Linked DNA regions of Oryctolagus cuniculus: region 2 is linked to region 1. The links are chromatin contacts, called in public Hi-C maps. All regions are on one chromosome and are shown on one strand. The core of a region is the stretch at or near the end of the contact, and the rest is flanking DNA. Distances in the headings are between cores, read along the strand shown.

Evidence for each region. A called contact is a pair of places that touch in the nucleus more often than the background predicts.
Region 2: a Hi-C map of embryonic fibroblasts shows a contact between it and region 1, with 1.9 times the contacts expected there. The contact joins two enhancer-like sites. A contact is called at or near these places in 3 of 6 Hi-C or Micro-C datasets (embryonic fibroblasts, psoas muscle and an unstated tissue).

The regions. Positions count from the first base shown.
Region 1 is chr14:79,907,013-79,910,146 of mOryCun1.1, reverse strand. PDE4D (phosphodiesterase 4D) reads left to right here. Exons shown (of 18, transcript XM_070056730.1): 6 at 1,781-1,817. Among named protein-coding and RNA genes, the nearest start is that of MIR582, 520 kb to the left of the region's middle. Within about 2 kb of position 1,521, at least 2 of the 8 cell types and tissues checked have an H3K27ac peak or open chromatin away from gene starts, as enhancers often do.
Region 2 is chr14:80,380,460-80,383,593 of mOryCun1.1, reverse strand. All of the region lies in intron 4 of PDE4D (phosphodiesterase 4D), which reads left to right. Among named protein-coding and RNA genes, the nearest start is that of MIR582, 44 kb to the left of the region's middle. Within about 2 kb of position 1,718, at least 1 of the 8 cell types and tissues checked has an H3K27ac peak or open chromatin away from gene starts, as enhancers often do.

The DNA.
Region 1 (3,134 bases), core at 272-2,771:
ACCGAACGTTTTTAACTTGCTTCATTCCCAAACAACACTGTATACACTATACATGTGTGCTATTGTCTTCCTTTCTGTCCCTTGCAGAGACCCAGGCAAGAGAGAGATTTTGCAGTGTAGACAAGTCCGCACACGTAGAAAGTGACAGAGCTGGCATTCCAGCCCACGCCTCCATCCAGCGCAGAAGCCAAGCCCTCTCACGGGCTGTGCTGGGGCTGCAGGGGCTCCCTCCCACTCCTCACTCGCTGGTCTGCGTGGCATTCCCTAGCTCCTTTGGGCCACTCACTGTCGATGTAGAGAAGCTACATCTTGTTCTTTCACAGCCAGGCAGTTCCTCGGCCCCCGTGAGCGCGCATTCCCTTGCTACCTATGCATTGTGACCTTCTTACTTCTTCAGCGAAGCCGGCCTGTTCCCACCATGGGCCATTTCTCCAGGAGGAAACCTTTCCGATTTCGGCCTCAGGCAAACCTGGTTTGATGTCTATTCCGGCTCTGCCATTTAGTAGCTTACAGGCCAGGTGGTTTTCTGAACCTCAGTTGCCTCCTTCGTAGCATAATCTTCAAACTCAAAGTGCAAGCTTCCTAGGGTCTGGGATTCCATGAATGATCCCTACAAAGAGTAAGCGCCCGGTACAGTGTGCTCCTAGATCCAGCACCAGGGGTGCACAGATACACAGGCTTCCTCCAAAGTGTGTTTTCTGCCTTTACTCTCCCTGTTTTTTATTTTCAAAATGTGTGCATGATTTCCTGGTGACTGTAACTACTGGCCTAACTATTGGCCGTGATCCGTTTGCTAACATCATCCATATGTTCCTCGCGCTGCTGCATATTTCGTGAGCGCCGTTTTAGGTCCTTGGGTTCTCTTCAGATGGTTCATGAATGATCCAACAGTCCAGTCACACTGTTCTCCGTTACGGTCATGTCCAGGAAGCTTTGGGTGTAGAGTAACTACATTCACTTTTGATGGAAGCGTTTTGGCCGGCGAGGTCAGGAAGCAGTCCATGGAGAGTCTGGAAATGCCTCTCGCGAATTCCTCATGCTAAGAAATGCCACAAAAGACTCCCGGGCCCTGCTTTCTTACGTTCCTCCACAGTGAACGTTGCACAGCTTCACTAGCCTTTTCCTCCCTCTCCAAGACACGTCAGTGTGACACCTTGCTCCTGCATCCCAGGCGTGGTGTTGCCAAGGTTGCTACAGCAACAGCACACACGAGGTGACATTCTGCCGTAACGGCAGTGGCTGGGACGTGAGTCAGTTGAGAAGCCTCAACAGGTTTTTATTAGCCTATGATGCAGTCCCGTATCGCCTGCAGTCCTTGGCCTGTCCAGGATTTAGGCACGATGATGCGGAACACTCGATGCTTCTCACCTTCAGACACTGCGTGGCCCAGGGTCCTCTGGCCAAAGCGGCTGCGGTGGCAGCTTCCTTCCACAGAGCCCCTACTACGATCTACATTAAGAGGCCCAAAAGTAAAAGATGGGCCCCCCTGCTGGAACTCTGGCACTGCTCTGGCTTCTCCTCTGTGCTCTTAAAAAGCAACAGTGACCTTGGTTGATGATCAAGAAATCTCACATTCTACCCAGGGAGCTGGACAATGGTTACCATCCCACAAGCTGTGTTTCAGTCCAGCGGCCGGAAGGAGCCTGTGCTGAAGAATAAGGATGGAATTACTGTAATTCTCTGTGGGAATTGTGGAAGTGGAATTTACTGTGTGCTATTGCTCACAAGTGCTCATAGCGCTGTTGGTGACCTCTAACACGGGATCTGGTTTCTTTTTCAGACACGGAGATGACTTGATTGTGACTCCATTTGCTCAGGTAAGCACAGCTCAGTGCCTGGGTAGGCTTCTCACAAGTCGGAGGATTTAACTTGGGAGACTGGGTCTGGTTCTTAATTGTCAATCAAATGCAAGTATAAATGCAACTTCTGTGGCTCATTCAAGTAATTCAAAGGGAGGGGTGGAGCCTACGACTTTGGCTGTATTGATCTGGTTTCTATAAATCCATAGACCCAAACAGTGTCTTTGCTTCAAAGTTACCTAAGGGATATAGTACTTAATATATAGCATATACTTGTATACAGTGTGTGTGTGTATATATATATACTTATACATACTTATATATAGTATTGTAGTTCCTTAACTAATATAGCATTAGAAGCAGAAGGCTATAGTATGGAATAGCTTACACTTAGGGTAATTTGGTCTTGCGCAGTTACCTAAACACAGCAATTCAATTCATCCTGACACCTCATTGACCCCTTTTTTTACATATATAATTCATGCAAATATTTAGCTGAGTGAAATATTTATGGTTATTTGTTCCTTTTTAGGCATTCAAATTGTGAAAATATTTTAGCCACATAATGTAGAGGCAAGGAGGTGATAAAATGACCTAAAGTATTTGCAGTATCTAGCAAAAGATGAATGAGTGGATGTTCTTTGTGTAGGCCAGGGCCTCTCAGTGCTAGCTACACATTGGATCCAGCCAGAGCGCTCTTAATCCAGTACCCGGGCTGCACCCCAACTGCATTAAGTCAAAAAAATGGTGCATGGGGCGGGGTGTTTTGAAGACCTCCCATCTCTCCAGTGTGCAAGACGAGTAGGGAGCTCCTGCTGTCTATCAACAACTAGGGACAGAATAGGGGAAAACGGATTGATCCTGGGTCATGAAACAGGTTTAAAACCACAGCTGACTAATGAGAATTGTTAAATAGTGAAATACAAGCAATCCAGAGAGACGCTAATAATTATAATCAGGGCTGTGTCTCCCGTGGCTGGCTCACCTCGGGCAGCCCACTGAACTTCCCTGCGCCTCTTGGTTTCCAGATGGCAAAATTAGGGACTGAATGAGGGACACCCAGGCCCGCACTAAAACTCTGGCCTCCTCGTGCCAACTGAACGGCCTTGAACAAGGTGCTGACCTGTCCCGGGCCTCTTTTCCTCCTCCCTCAGATGACAGTTCTAAGAATACCGGTTTCATTGAGTTGTGAGGAAGCTTAAGTGATATCAAACCTGTAAAACACTCAGCATGGTTTCTAGAGTGTGATATTTCATAAATTTTATTTGTAATTGACATAATTCTACAGACTTGGAATTGCTGTTTCATCTTGACAATGGGCTAATAGATGATGTT
Region 2 (3,134 bases), core at 469-2,968, 470 kb before region 1:
GGGCCAGATGTTGCATGCACCTTGTTCTTTTTCTTGTAGCTTGGCCATTGACAAATCATGTTTTCAAAGTCAAGTCTGCATTCCTTGGGGTTTACCCTGACATCATGTTCCTTTCCAGTCAAAATCTTTGCTTATTTTCCTGTCAATTCAATAGATTGAACCACTAGATCCATTAGAAGAAAGTGGAGGAAGTGGCTCAGCCCTCCACAGGGACCAGCTGGCTGGGGTCTGACCACAGCACTAGGGCTGAGGAAATACACAAGTTGCTGGTGCAAACACACAATGCTTCTGAAAGTCTTTACTCTGCACTGACGTACAGGCACTTCCACTCACATGCCATCGACCCAAAGCATGTTTGTGCCTAAGCAGACAATGGGGCTACCTATTGTATCCCCTTTACCAGAAGGCCTAGCAGTTCATGGAGCAAATTGTTTCACAGGGAAAAGAGTGATTTGTTGAGAACAGTAAGTATGAACATTATATTTATATACTATCATATATTCAGATTTAGCAAACTGAAGTTAGCAGAAAGGGCAAAATGCCTGTTTCTAGTCACAGCTTTATCTTGAGCTAGAGAGTTCATCTGCATCTCCTTTTCTTTGTGAAATGAAGCCACTCTCAACTCATTTTAACCAGATTTTCACAAACCTCTAAAGATGGCAAGGGAGATGCAGGGGGCCAGGAGAATGTGAGGATGTTGTCCTATGTGTGGTTTATTCTAGACTCTCTCTAGGTTCTGCTTCATTCCTAGATATCTTGACATTCAAAATTAATGGGACTACATGGTAAATTTCTTATTTATGAGTAATTTAACTCAGAGAATGTAGGTCAGATATTGGCTACCTGAACATGCCATAAAGAAAAAGGGAACTACATGGTGCTTGTGCAAAAGTCCAGAGTCATATTGACATCTTTTGAGCATGCATAATATAGGGTGTATGGGTTGCATGCATCGACATGGTGGTGCTTTTACCTGGCAATAAATTTTGTCATGGTAATTAGCATCCTAATTACTGTGTTCATTCTGTTCACTGTCTAGCCCTTCACTTGGGGCATGTGTGGGTTGAACATTCCTAATTCAGAAATTCAAAATGTTCGAAATTCAGCACTTGCTGAATGTCAGTATGTTAACATAGTGGAAAATTCCACACCTGACCTCAGGTGACTGGTGGCAGTTAAAACATGGGCACATTAAAAATATTACGTAAAATTCCTTCTGAGGTGTGCATTAAACATGAACGTAGTTCATGTTTAGACTTGGGTCCCGTCTGCATGCTATCTCATTATGTATTTGCAAATATTTCAAAAGCTGAGAACATCTGAAATCTAAAGCACTTCGGGCCCTAAGCATTTTGGATAAGGCATGCTCAGTCTGCAATGGAGTTTTCAAACAACATTTGATAATTTGGGCTCCTCAAGAAGTAATAACACTAAGGAAAAGCTATTTAATTGAAGAAAATTTCACTTTGTGTGTTGATTATTTATTTATTTATTTGAAAGAGCAAGAGCGAGAGCAAGAGCGAGAGAATCTTCCACCTGCTGTTTTACTTCCCAAATGCCCACAATATCTGGGAGTGGGCCAGGCTGAAACCAGGAGCCAGAAACTCCTTCCAAGTCTCCCATGTGGGTAGTAGGGATTTAAGAATGTGGGTCACACCATTGGCTGCTGCTCCCGCGGTGCACACTAGCAGGAAGCTGTAGGAGAAGCAAAGGCAGGAGTAGATCCCAGGGAGCCCTAAATGGGGCAACTTCATCTGTCGTGCCACCATGCCTGCTCCATGTTGAATTTTAAATATTTTCATTGCCAGAAATTTAAAAATTTTCAGCATGTTTATTATAACTCGACTTCCTGTATGTAAAGCAAGATGCTAAATGTTCAGGAGGATCACTGCACAAGCCAGGTGACAAAAACTAGAATCCCAAAAATGCCATCTGACTACAGTGTAATGCAGGGTTGGACAGCTGCTCCTGCGACCACAGCTGCTTCAGTGACTTCGCCCTTTCTCCTGTGTGCTTCTAGCATTAGTCATAAGGTATACCAGCCAGTAGGGGATACCCTAGGCATTGTGATCACTGAGTGGCAGTTAACAATGTGAAGAAAGAATGCCCAGTATCTTTTGAAATAATCGCCCTGGTTGTGAGTTTAGGCACAATGCTAAGAATTTGGAACCTGGGGAGCTTCCTTTAGACTCTGTTTTGGCAGCTTTGATTCTATTCCTATGACTGTGAGGCATATGGCAGTAATTAGCCTACCTGATTGTCCTTCATGAAGCAAAATTGACAGATCAGAATTGTGAAGAAGACGTACAATCCCATTTAGTATTTTTTTTTCCATGTGGTGTTCTCAGTCCCTGAGCTTTGAATTCTAGATATCCTTGGACCCAAAGAATTACAGGAGTGCATTCAATACAAATTCTTAGAAAGGCAAACACAGTCACCTTTAGTTTTCCTACAGTAACAGCTCCCTTGTCAGAGAGCTCTGCAGTTTCAGAAAGTTAAATTCCTTTTATAAAGGAGGAATGAGTAAAGGAAGGAGAAAATAATTAATTCTCAGGGCCATTTGCCCCTGAGAGAGAAGGTACAGCCAAGTAACTCATTTTAAATACAGTGTCCATGAAAACCAAAGAAAATAAAGCTTAAAGAAAAGAGACACTTTTTTTGTTTAAAGCCCAAATCAGTACAAATGAGCTCTGCTCAGCAAACGCTGGGCAGAAAGGCTTCATTAGTATAAAATATGATCAGCTCCAGAAGAGAAGTGCACTATTAAAGGGTTGCAATACAAAAGTGCCTCAGTCAATGTCTCTCTTAAAAAGTCGTTAGTTGCAGGAGACTTGTCAGAGAGCAGATACCTTCTAACTGCTGCTGTCTGGATACAGACAGAGTCTTCCTACACAGATGGCTCTGAGGGTTCTGCGGAGGCTGTGGCAGGAGGCTGGCCCTCTGATGGAGGGTATGATGAGGGACTTATTCAGAGAGGATTGACACTGTCCAGGCAGCTTGGGGCACAAGTTAGTGGAGCTGAACCTTGCCAGAGAAAGGGCATGGCTGGAACAAAGTATTAAGTGAAAATAATCTTTTTGAATAGATCATCTTTAAGACTCCACTACCTGTTAAGACTCTTATTCTCTCCTCTG